Regions from separate parts of the Ovis aries genome. Here regions 2 and 3 are each linked to region 1. The links are chromatin contacts, called in public Hi-C maps. All regions are on one chromosome and are shown on one strand. Each heading gives the region's core, a stretch centred on a gene start, on an enhancer-like site or on the middle of the called end of the contact. The rest is flanking DNA. Distances are from core to core; before and after follow the strand shown.

What was found. Hi-C and Micro-C count contacts between places; a contact is called where the count stands out from the background.
Region 2: a Hi-C map of liver shows a contact between it and region 1, with 11 times the contacts expected there. The contact joins the enhancer-like site here to the promoter of BCL6 in region 1. A contact is called at or near these places in 3 of 16 Hi-C or Micro-C datasets (liver, mixed tissues and muscle).
Region 3: a Hi-C map of liver shows a contact between it and region 1, with 4 times the contacts expected there. The contact joins the enhancer-like site here to the promoter of BCL6 in region 1. A contact is called at or near these places in 2 of 16 Hi-C or Micro-C datasets (blood and liver).

Annotation. Positions count from the first base shown.
Region 1 is chr1:200,383,657-200,386,252 of ARS-UI_Ramb_v3.0, forward strand. BCL6 (BCL6 transcription repressor) reads left to right here and starts at 1,305. Exons shown (of 10, transcript XM_042233309.1): 1 at 1,305-2,596. LOC105602706 (a long non-coding RNA gene) reads right to left here and starts at 956. Exons shown (of 3, transcript XR_001021447.5): 1 at 694-956.
Region 2 is chr1:200,169,887-200,172,482 of ARS-UI_Ramb_v3.0, forward strand. No RefSeq gene overlaps it. Among named protein-coding and RNA genes, the nearest start is that of LPP, 180 kb to the left of the region's middle. Within about 2 kb of position 1,310, at least 4 of the 54 cell types and tissues checked have an H3K27ac peak or open chromatin away from gene starts, as enhancers often do. A contact at or near this core is called in liver, where this site is marked.
Region 3 is chr1:200,244,700-200,247,295 of ARS-UI_Ramb_v3.0, forward strand. No RefSeq gene overlaps it. Among named protein-coding and RNA genes, the nearest start is that of BCL6, 140 kb to the right of the region's middle. Within about 2 kb of position 1,277, at least 11 of the 54 cell types and tissues checked have an H3K27ac peak or open chromatin away from gene starts, as enhancers often do. A contact at or near this core is called in liver, where this site is marked.

The sequences.
Region 1 (2,596 bases), core at 55-2,554:
ATACTGGCACCGCAGGCCTTTAGAATTCCCTCCGGCTGGTCTCTTTAAACACAGACAGGAGAGATTTTTAACAACGACCTTGAAACGAGCTGGGAGAGAGCGGGGGGAACCAAGACCTAAAGAAAAAGCAGAACACAAACATGTATTTGGCTCACAGAATTTTGTAGAACACACGCGTACGCGTACACATACACATACACACACGTTTCTTGCAGCAAGAATTTTCCTAAGAGTCAACAATAACAGAGTAAACCCACCACTTGCTGTCCTGGAAAGAAACAAACCAAAACAAATCCTTTGAACATGTCTTTCTAGCGCAGGAGAGCGTCCTCTCAGTAAAAGTCCAAGGGAAAAAGGAAAATTGAACACCCTTCCCCGCCCCCCTGAAAAAAGTGGGGGTCGGAATTGTTACATATGACAAAAAACTCAAGCTTCTTTCAACACTATCAGTATTAAAATAACACGTCTTCCTTAAATCGTTTGAGACATTTCATAGGGGTAAAACAAAACAAAATCCAACCGATGCGGGATCCTACGATTTACGTAACATCACAAAGTTGCAAAAGGCAAAAATCAGAAGCAAAAATCCGCAAACCATCATAATACAACCACCCCAAATCCCAAACCACCACACCAAGGAAAAAAAAAAAAATCCCAAACTGTCCCAAATAAAAATAAAGCAAATGAACCCACCGAAAACTGCTTGGCAAATATTTTTCTCGTGGTGCCTAATATTCTAGCTGGAAAGAGCTGTGGTGTTTTTTTTTTTTTTTTTTCCCTTACTCGCCCCGAAACCTACTATATATAACAGACTTTTCCCAAAGGTTCGAACCTCTCGCTTCCTTTTGTGTTTTGAGCTCGGAGGAGCTGAGTTTATGGGGAAGAGAGGAGAAATGAGCCCCAGACCCCGGGGAAGCAAAGCGCACTCCCCCTCTTATGTCACCGAATAGCAAATTAGTTCTCAGAATTCCAGAGGCCGAGCTTTGCTACAGCGAAGACGCCGACGTCACAGAGGGGCGCCCACGTGACGGTGGCGGAGCAGGCTGTACCACCGACCGGGGGCCGGGGAGGGAGAGCCACCGTCCGGCCCCTCGACCCTCGCGCCGAAATCTCCAAACCCGAGACGTTCAGCCCGTGAGGACCCCAAAATCTGCGGGACAGCGGGAAAATATTTTGGCTTGGAGGGCTTTTTATGGCCCGGAGGAGGCATAAGTCGTGGAGAGCTGACACCGAGTCCTCCCCTGCTACGTAGCAGTGGTAAAGTCCCCAGCTCAAATTCCGAGAATTGAGCTCTGTTGATTCTTAGAACTGGGGTTCTTAGAAGTGGTGATGCAAGAAGTTTCTAGGAAAGGCCGGACACCAGGTGATTATTGCTGTTGCTGCCGCCGCTGCTGCTGCCGCCGCCGCTGTTGCCGCTGGTGCCGCTGCCGCCGCCGCTGCTCATGATCATTATTTTACCTTTTAATTCTTTTTTTCTGCTCTTGCCAAATGCTTTGGCTCCAAGTTTCCTATGTGTATCTATTGATGTAAATGTATATATTTATTTATTGTAGCTGTCAGGTGTTAAAATAAATGCCGAAGATTAGTCCCACGTCTCTCCCACTCTAGGATGTAGATTTTTATATTTTTATTATTTTATTCTTGTTGTCTTTGAGTGAATTGGCCGGTTTGGGGAGGCTTTTGCCACCCTCCCTTGTGTTGTTTTGGTTTTTGAAGAGGAGGTGGAGGAGAGGAAGGAGGGGAATTAGGGGGCGGCCGGAGCAGAAAGGACGAGACAGTGCTTGGGGGGTGATTCGGGCAAGTCTGGGGGCTGTCTGGCCCCAGACGGCGGAGAGGACGCGCGCTCGCGCTCTCGCTCTTTCTGCTGCTGCTTGCGTACGGCTTGTGATCTCGCTGGATTCGTGCGGCTGTGTTTTTTTTTCCCTCTTTTCTCGCTTGCAAACTGCCTTCCTTGCTCCCTCGCTCCAGCCTCGCCTTCCTTCCTTCCCTCTCCTTTCCCTCGCCTCTCCTTCCTTCCCCTCTCCCGTCCTTCTTGGTCACTCCGGGAGGCGAGGAGGGAGACTGCCCTTTCGCTCGCCCCGCTGGCTCCCTTCCACCGGCCTCGGTCCTCTCGATTCCCCACCTCCGAGCCGAGATTTTGGAGGAGAAATGCAAGCGAACTCCTAGTGGATATTTATTTTTTTTCCCCTTCATAAACCCAGATGAAGTGTTCCTTTCTGAGCCGCGATCTTCCTAACGAGATCCGAGCGTTTTGGTGTCCCCTTCCCCTGCGTTTTGGGGGAGGTTTAGCTTGCCTGGGGGCGGGGATGTTGAATAGTTTGGAAATCATTCTTTCTTGGTTGCAGTCTAGGGAGTCGGGAACCCCCGCGCGCTCCCTCTCCCGGTCCTGGGGAGAGAGGCTTGTGGCGGGATGGGGATTTGGGGGTGGGGGTGGGAAAGGGGTGCGCGTTTGCACCTGCGGTGCTGTTCAGAGTGCGGGGACTCCGGGAACCTTCGCAGAACGGCCCAGCCAAGCGGGAAGGTGGCGGGATTTCTGGCGGTCGTGGTGTTTGTATTTTGGGCGCTGCGTGACTCGGTGTTAGCTCCCAATGGCTGT
Region 2 (2,596 bases), core at 60-2,559, 210 kb before region 1:
TGGACTGTAGCCCGCCAGGCTGCTCAGTCCGTGGGATTCTCCAGACAAAAATACCAAGTGGGTTGCCATGCCCTCCTCCAGGGGATCTTCCTGATCTGTGTCTCAAATCGAACCTACGTCTCATGTCTCCTGCACTGGCAGGCGGGTTCTTTACCACTAGTGCAACCTGGGAAGCCCATGGACTATTGTCCACAGCCTTTTTTTTTTCAGGTAAAAATACTGGAGTGGGTAGCCTTTCCCTTCTCCAGGGGATCTTCCCGACCCAGGGCTCAAATCCTGGTCTCTTGTATTGCAGGCAGATTCTTTACCAGCTGAACCACCAGGGGAGCCCATTCACCTCTTTGTTTGAGGTCAATAAGAACTCCTCTTGGGATATTGTGGAAGAGTACCTAGCACCGAGAGTTCCAGACCAACAGGTTCACTCTCAACTTGGCCACCTATGATTTGCGTACACTAACAAGTTGCTAAACCTGTTAGAGCTTTAGTTTCCTCACCTGTGAAATGAAGACAATGACAAAGGCCTCCTTTCAGAGGATTGTTTCAAAGATCAAGTGATAAAATATATGCAAACTTTTTGGGTACAAACTCTAATGCGTAAAAAGACCTACAGTCTGATTCTCCATGGGCTGTTTTAAAGTTTTGAGGGCAAAGAATAGCAAGGGGATATTTTTTTCTTCTTGATATGAAAATTTTTTCTCACCTTTTTTCCCCGCTAAAGTAATCTAATTTGCAGAATTAGAATTTCTGAATGCCTTTTCAGGAACAATTATGGAACTGAAAATTTCTTCATCATTCTCCTGTAGGTGTTCATACTCTAAATACCCGGAAGGTCCTTTAATATCCTCACAGAAATAAGTGTTATGTAGTTGAAGTAATTAGTGGTGTTTCCACTCCAGTATTCTTGCCTGGAAAATCCCAAGGGTGGAGGAGCCTGGTGGGCTGCAGTCCACAGGGTCGCTAAGAGTTGGACACGACTGAGGGACTACACTTTCACTTTTCACTTTCACTTTCATGCATTGGAGAAGGAAATGGCAACCCACTCCAGTGTTCTTGCCTGGAGAACCCCAGGGACGGGGGAGCCTGGTGGGCTGCCGTCTCTGGGGTGGCACAGAGTCGGACATGACTGAAGCGACTCAGCAGCAGCAGCAGCAGCAGGAGCAGCTCCTTCACTTACCAGCATAGCCCCTCCCCACCCATACACTCACATAGTCCCCCTCCCTCTCCAGGCTCACGTGGGCAGCATCGCTCCCCTCACCCCTGACTAGAGGAACAAACCAGTGAAAAAAGGAAGTAAATTCACTTATGCAAAGTACATTCTGGGTGAGGAAAGGCAAGCATGTCTTCGTCTTCTCTTCAGGACATATCAGGACTTATAGAGAACTTGGCAATCTTCCACTCTCACCTCTCCATTGTGAAAAAGAGCCACAAGGCTCAGAACTGAGAAATGACTTCACCAGGGTCACATGGCTGGCTTGGGGCAGAATCAGGATTCAAGTCCCCATCCCCTGACTTCTCCTACTCCTCTCTCTATTACACTAGATGTGGAGAGGACACAGAGAACATAAAAGTAGAAAGAAAAGAATACATTCTGGCTGAATATCTTGGGCTTCTGGTTTTCAAGGACAGTTTTATGATCAGTGGCAATGATGCCTTAAAAGCTATGGTGATTAGCTTGAATGAACTTCTGTAACCAACTCTTATCACAGCACATGATGCGTCAAACACCTGCTAGATCTGAGCGCTGGCACAAAAGCTGATTTCATGGTCAAAGAAGAGAGTGGGGGAAAAGAAACTTGGCTGAACAAAGCTGGCAGACTTTTCACTAGAAAATTCAGAGGTAATTTCTGTAGGAACAGGAACACATTTCCAAAGGCTTTTAAAATATCTTTAAATGTGAGAGGGTGAATTTAACAATTAACGAGATGAAGGCCACTGAGGACTGTTTGGTGCCTAAGGCCGCTTCCAGACTGGCCGCTTCTACCTGCCTTGGTCAGAGTCCTAGAAGACTCAGGATGGGCAGGTTCAGAGGTTTGCCCTGAGGTTGCTGATTTCCATCTAGGCTCCCACACAAACACATTCCAAAGCACTCGGGCTTCTCCATGGAATCTCTTCTTATTACCAGATGAAGTCAGAGGGGCAGGGGCCATCTGTCTCTCAAACGGAGTCTACCCATACAAAGTGGATTCTTTAGCCTGTTTTGGAGGTCAGCCTACATCAACAGAACAGGCAGTGGTGAAACACAAGGTCACTTCCCTTTGGCTACCTACAAATATTTGAACTGCAAGATCTGTTCATTTGTCTACTCTCCTAATAATTATAATTGGGAGAGCATTGAGTTAGAATCTCCATGGGATGTGCAGCTTGCTGGACCTCAGTTTCCTCACTTATAGGATGCTACTCATTGTCTGCCTTGTGGACCTTGCTATTTGTTTCAGGAATCATTTGAATGACACATGGAGGTGCTGTTTCAACCCTAAAGGCTTCTGTGAGAGTGAAGGATTATTGCTACTACTCTGTATCCAACGATGTGCTAGGCACCAGGGGGATTACAAAAGAAACATAAGAGATGATCCCTGCACTCCAGGAACCTATAACC
Region 3 (2,596 bases), core at 27-2,526, 140 kb before region 1:
TGTGTCTCCTGTATTAGCAGGGGGATTCTTTTACCACTGAGTTACCTGGGAAGCCCAGTTTGCATCTACCAATCCAGCAACCTGAAACTCCCAGTTCATCCCTCTCTATCCTCCTCTCCCCTGGGCAACCACAAGGCTGTTCTATGTCTATGCACACTCAATTTCTTGTGTGAAAGCCTTGGCAAACTCAGGTTTTCTATATGATTTAATTATCTGGGAACATCTTTTTCTTGCCTCTGGCTTACCGGGAAGTTGATGGATTCTGGATAGAAATCAAAGACCCTTTCCCATCCAATTAGCCCTCAATAAAACTATTGTTAAAAAAGAAACATTAATGCATCTATTAAGTCACTCTTGATTTAATTAATTCTATTAGTTTATTTATTTTCGACTATTTCACCTTGTGCAGAGTACCATAATATCTCCTGGAGCTAGCAGACATGAGGAAAGTGTCCTGCCCTCAACAGCCAAGAGTTTCCCATTCCCTAGAATAGAGGTGGGATAAGCGGGGAGCCAAATGTGGCTTGAGAATGGAAGCCCAGGCCCAGATTTCGCAGGACTGAGGGTACTGTGCGAGAGACTGTTGAAATCCTGCTATGTAAATGACCTGGTTTAAACCCTGCCTCAAGCAAATGGTTACTGGTGAGAGTTCTTGGGTTTCAGGAGTTAAAAGAAGCAAAGTATATGAAACAACTTGGCATGCAGACAGCATTCAGAAGAGTGCACTCTTGTTATTAGGCTGTGTGTTTTTATTATCATTTAATCCGAACATTGAAGTATGAATAATGACTTCCTGTTTACAAATCACTTTGGTATTTTTCATCTCATTTAACTATCAAAAATCTCACCATTCAGGCAATGAGATTTTGCCCCCCTCCTCCAGTTTTACAGATTAGCACACTGGTATTCAGGGAGGTTAAGCGACTTACCTCGGATCTCCTGGCTGATAATTGGCAGAACTGGGATGTGGAACCAGATTGCCACCCCCAAAACCGCCCTTTTCCACCCTGCTGTGTTGTTTCCTAAATTGCCAAGTGACCTTGTGTAAGCATTCTATGTCCTGTCCCCCAATCTGGGCTTCGATTTCTACATCTGCAAAGTGAGAGGGATTAAATCATGCCTGAGGTCCCCTCCAGGTCCCAGTGTCTCTGATTAAAAGCGTATGTTCAGGAATGGATCCTGTTTGCTGCTAAACTCCGAGACGCACAAGGAGCCTGGGCTCGGGGAGCTGGAGGCTGGAGCTGCGCCTAAACACAGGCTGGCTTGGCGTTCAGCTCTGTATCTGGCTGCCAAAAGGCCAGAATTCTCTGGAGAACTGGAGTTCAATCTGGCCAACTTGTGATGGCCTTAAGTTATCCTCTGACCTCGAACTTCTGATTATCTGAAGCTTATTTTTATAAAGGCTTAGGAATAGTCAGTCTGTCTCTCTGGAGACCTGCTTCCTTTCTTACTTCCATTATGCACTTCCAGCAACGGGCAGTGGGAACTAGGAGTCGGGCAATCTGTCGGTAATTTTTGCCTCTGCTGCTGCCATTCTTGTAATTCTGGGCAAGTCACATCCAAAGCAGGATTATAAAAAAGAGTTCCCCCTATTGTAGAGCACATGGAACTCTGCTCAATGTTATGCGCCAGCCTGGTGTGGGAGGGAGGTTTGGGGGAGAATGGACACATGTATATGTGTGGCTGAGTCCCTTCACTGTTCACCTGAAACTATCACAAACAACATTGCTAATTGGCTATACCCCAATACAGAATGTTTCTGGTGTTAAAAAAATAAAAATTAAATTTAAAAAATAAAAGAGTTCCCCTAGTCGGAGGGTTAGTGAAGCCATGTGGTTTCCTCTTGGGGAGGAAATGGAAGACCTAAGTTATATGAAACTTAGGTCTTATAATAATGTCTAATATATAAATAATGACTAATAATAATGTCTGAAATTCAAGGCTGGTCCACTTCAGTTACTTGGAAAAAAAATTAGCTTTCCTACTGTACTACAAAGGAAATAGGCGAGGAGAATGCTTTCTGTGTCTGTCCCCAAGAGCAGTCATAGGGTTCAAAGGTAATATCAGGTTTAAAGCATAATTCTGTTTCCTTCGGCATACCTTCTTCCCCATTTTTGATGGAATGTGAAGTGACTCAGGAAGTAAGTCTCTCAGAGCCATGCTGGAAGGAGTCTGCCTGCACCTTGACCCAGTGTTGCTTCTCCTGGGTCAACCATCTTGCTTTGAATCTCACCCTTCATCTGGTTTCATTCTGCAGAGACTTGGGCAGGACATCCACCTGCTCCCAGGAGAAGGGCCTTCACACTCCACAAGGTTGGGAGTCCACGTAAATTCAGGCTGAGGGGCCCTCTACAACCAGCCTCTCTGCCCTCTAAGTTATGGAGTTGGTTTTGGTTTCATTTTACCAAAAAGAAGGAAGAAAGAGCCATTTGATCCTTGCTCCACTTCCAGGGTAGAGACTGCTCAGAGCCCTCTCCCACAGCCCTCTGTGTGCTGCCAGCATCCCAAGGGAATAGAGAAGAGGGTGATTGCAAGAGCCTTGGGACAGCAGTTTCACAATTTGCCATGGGGCCACAGGGCTGCTTGAAAGGGATGG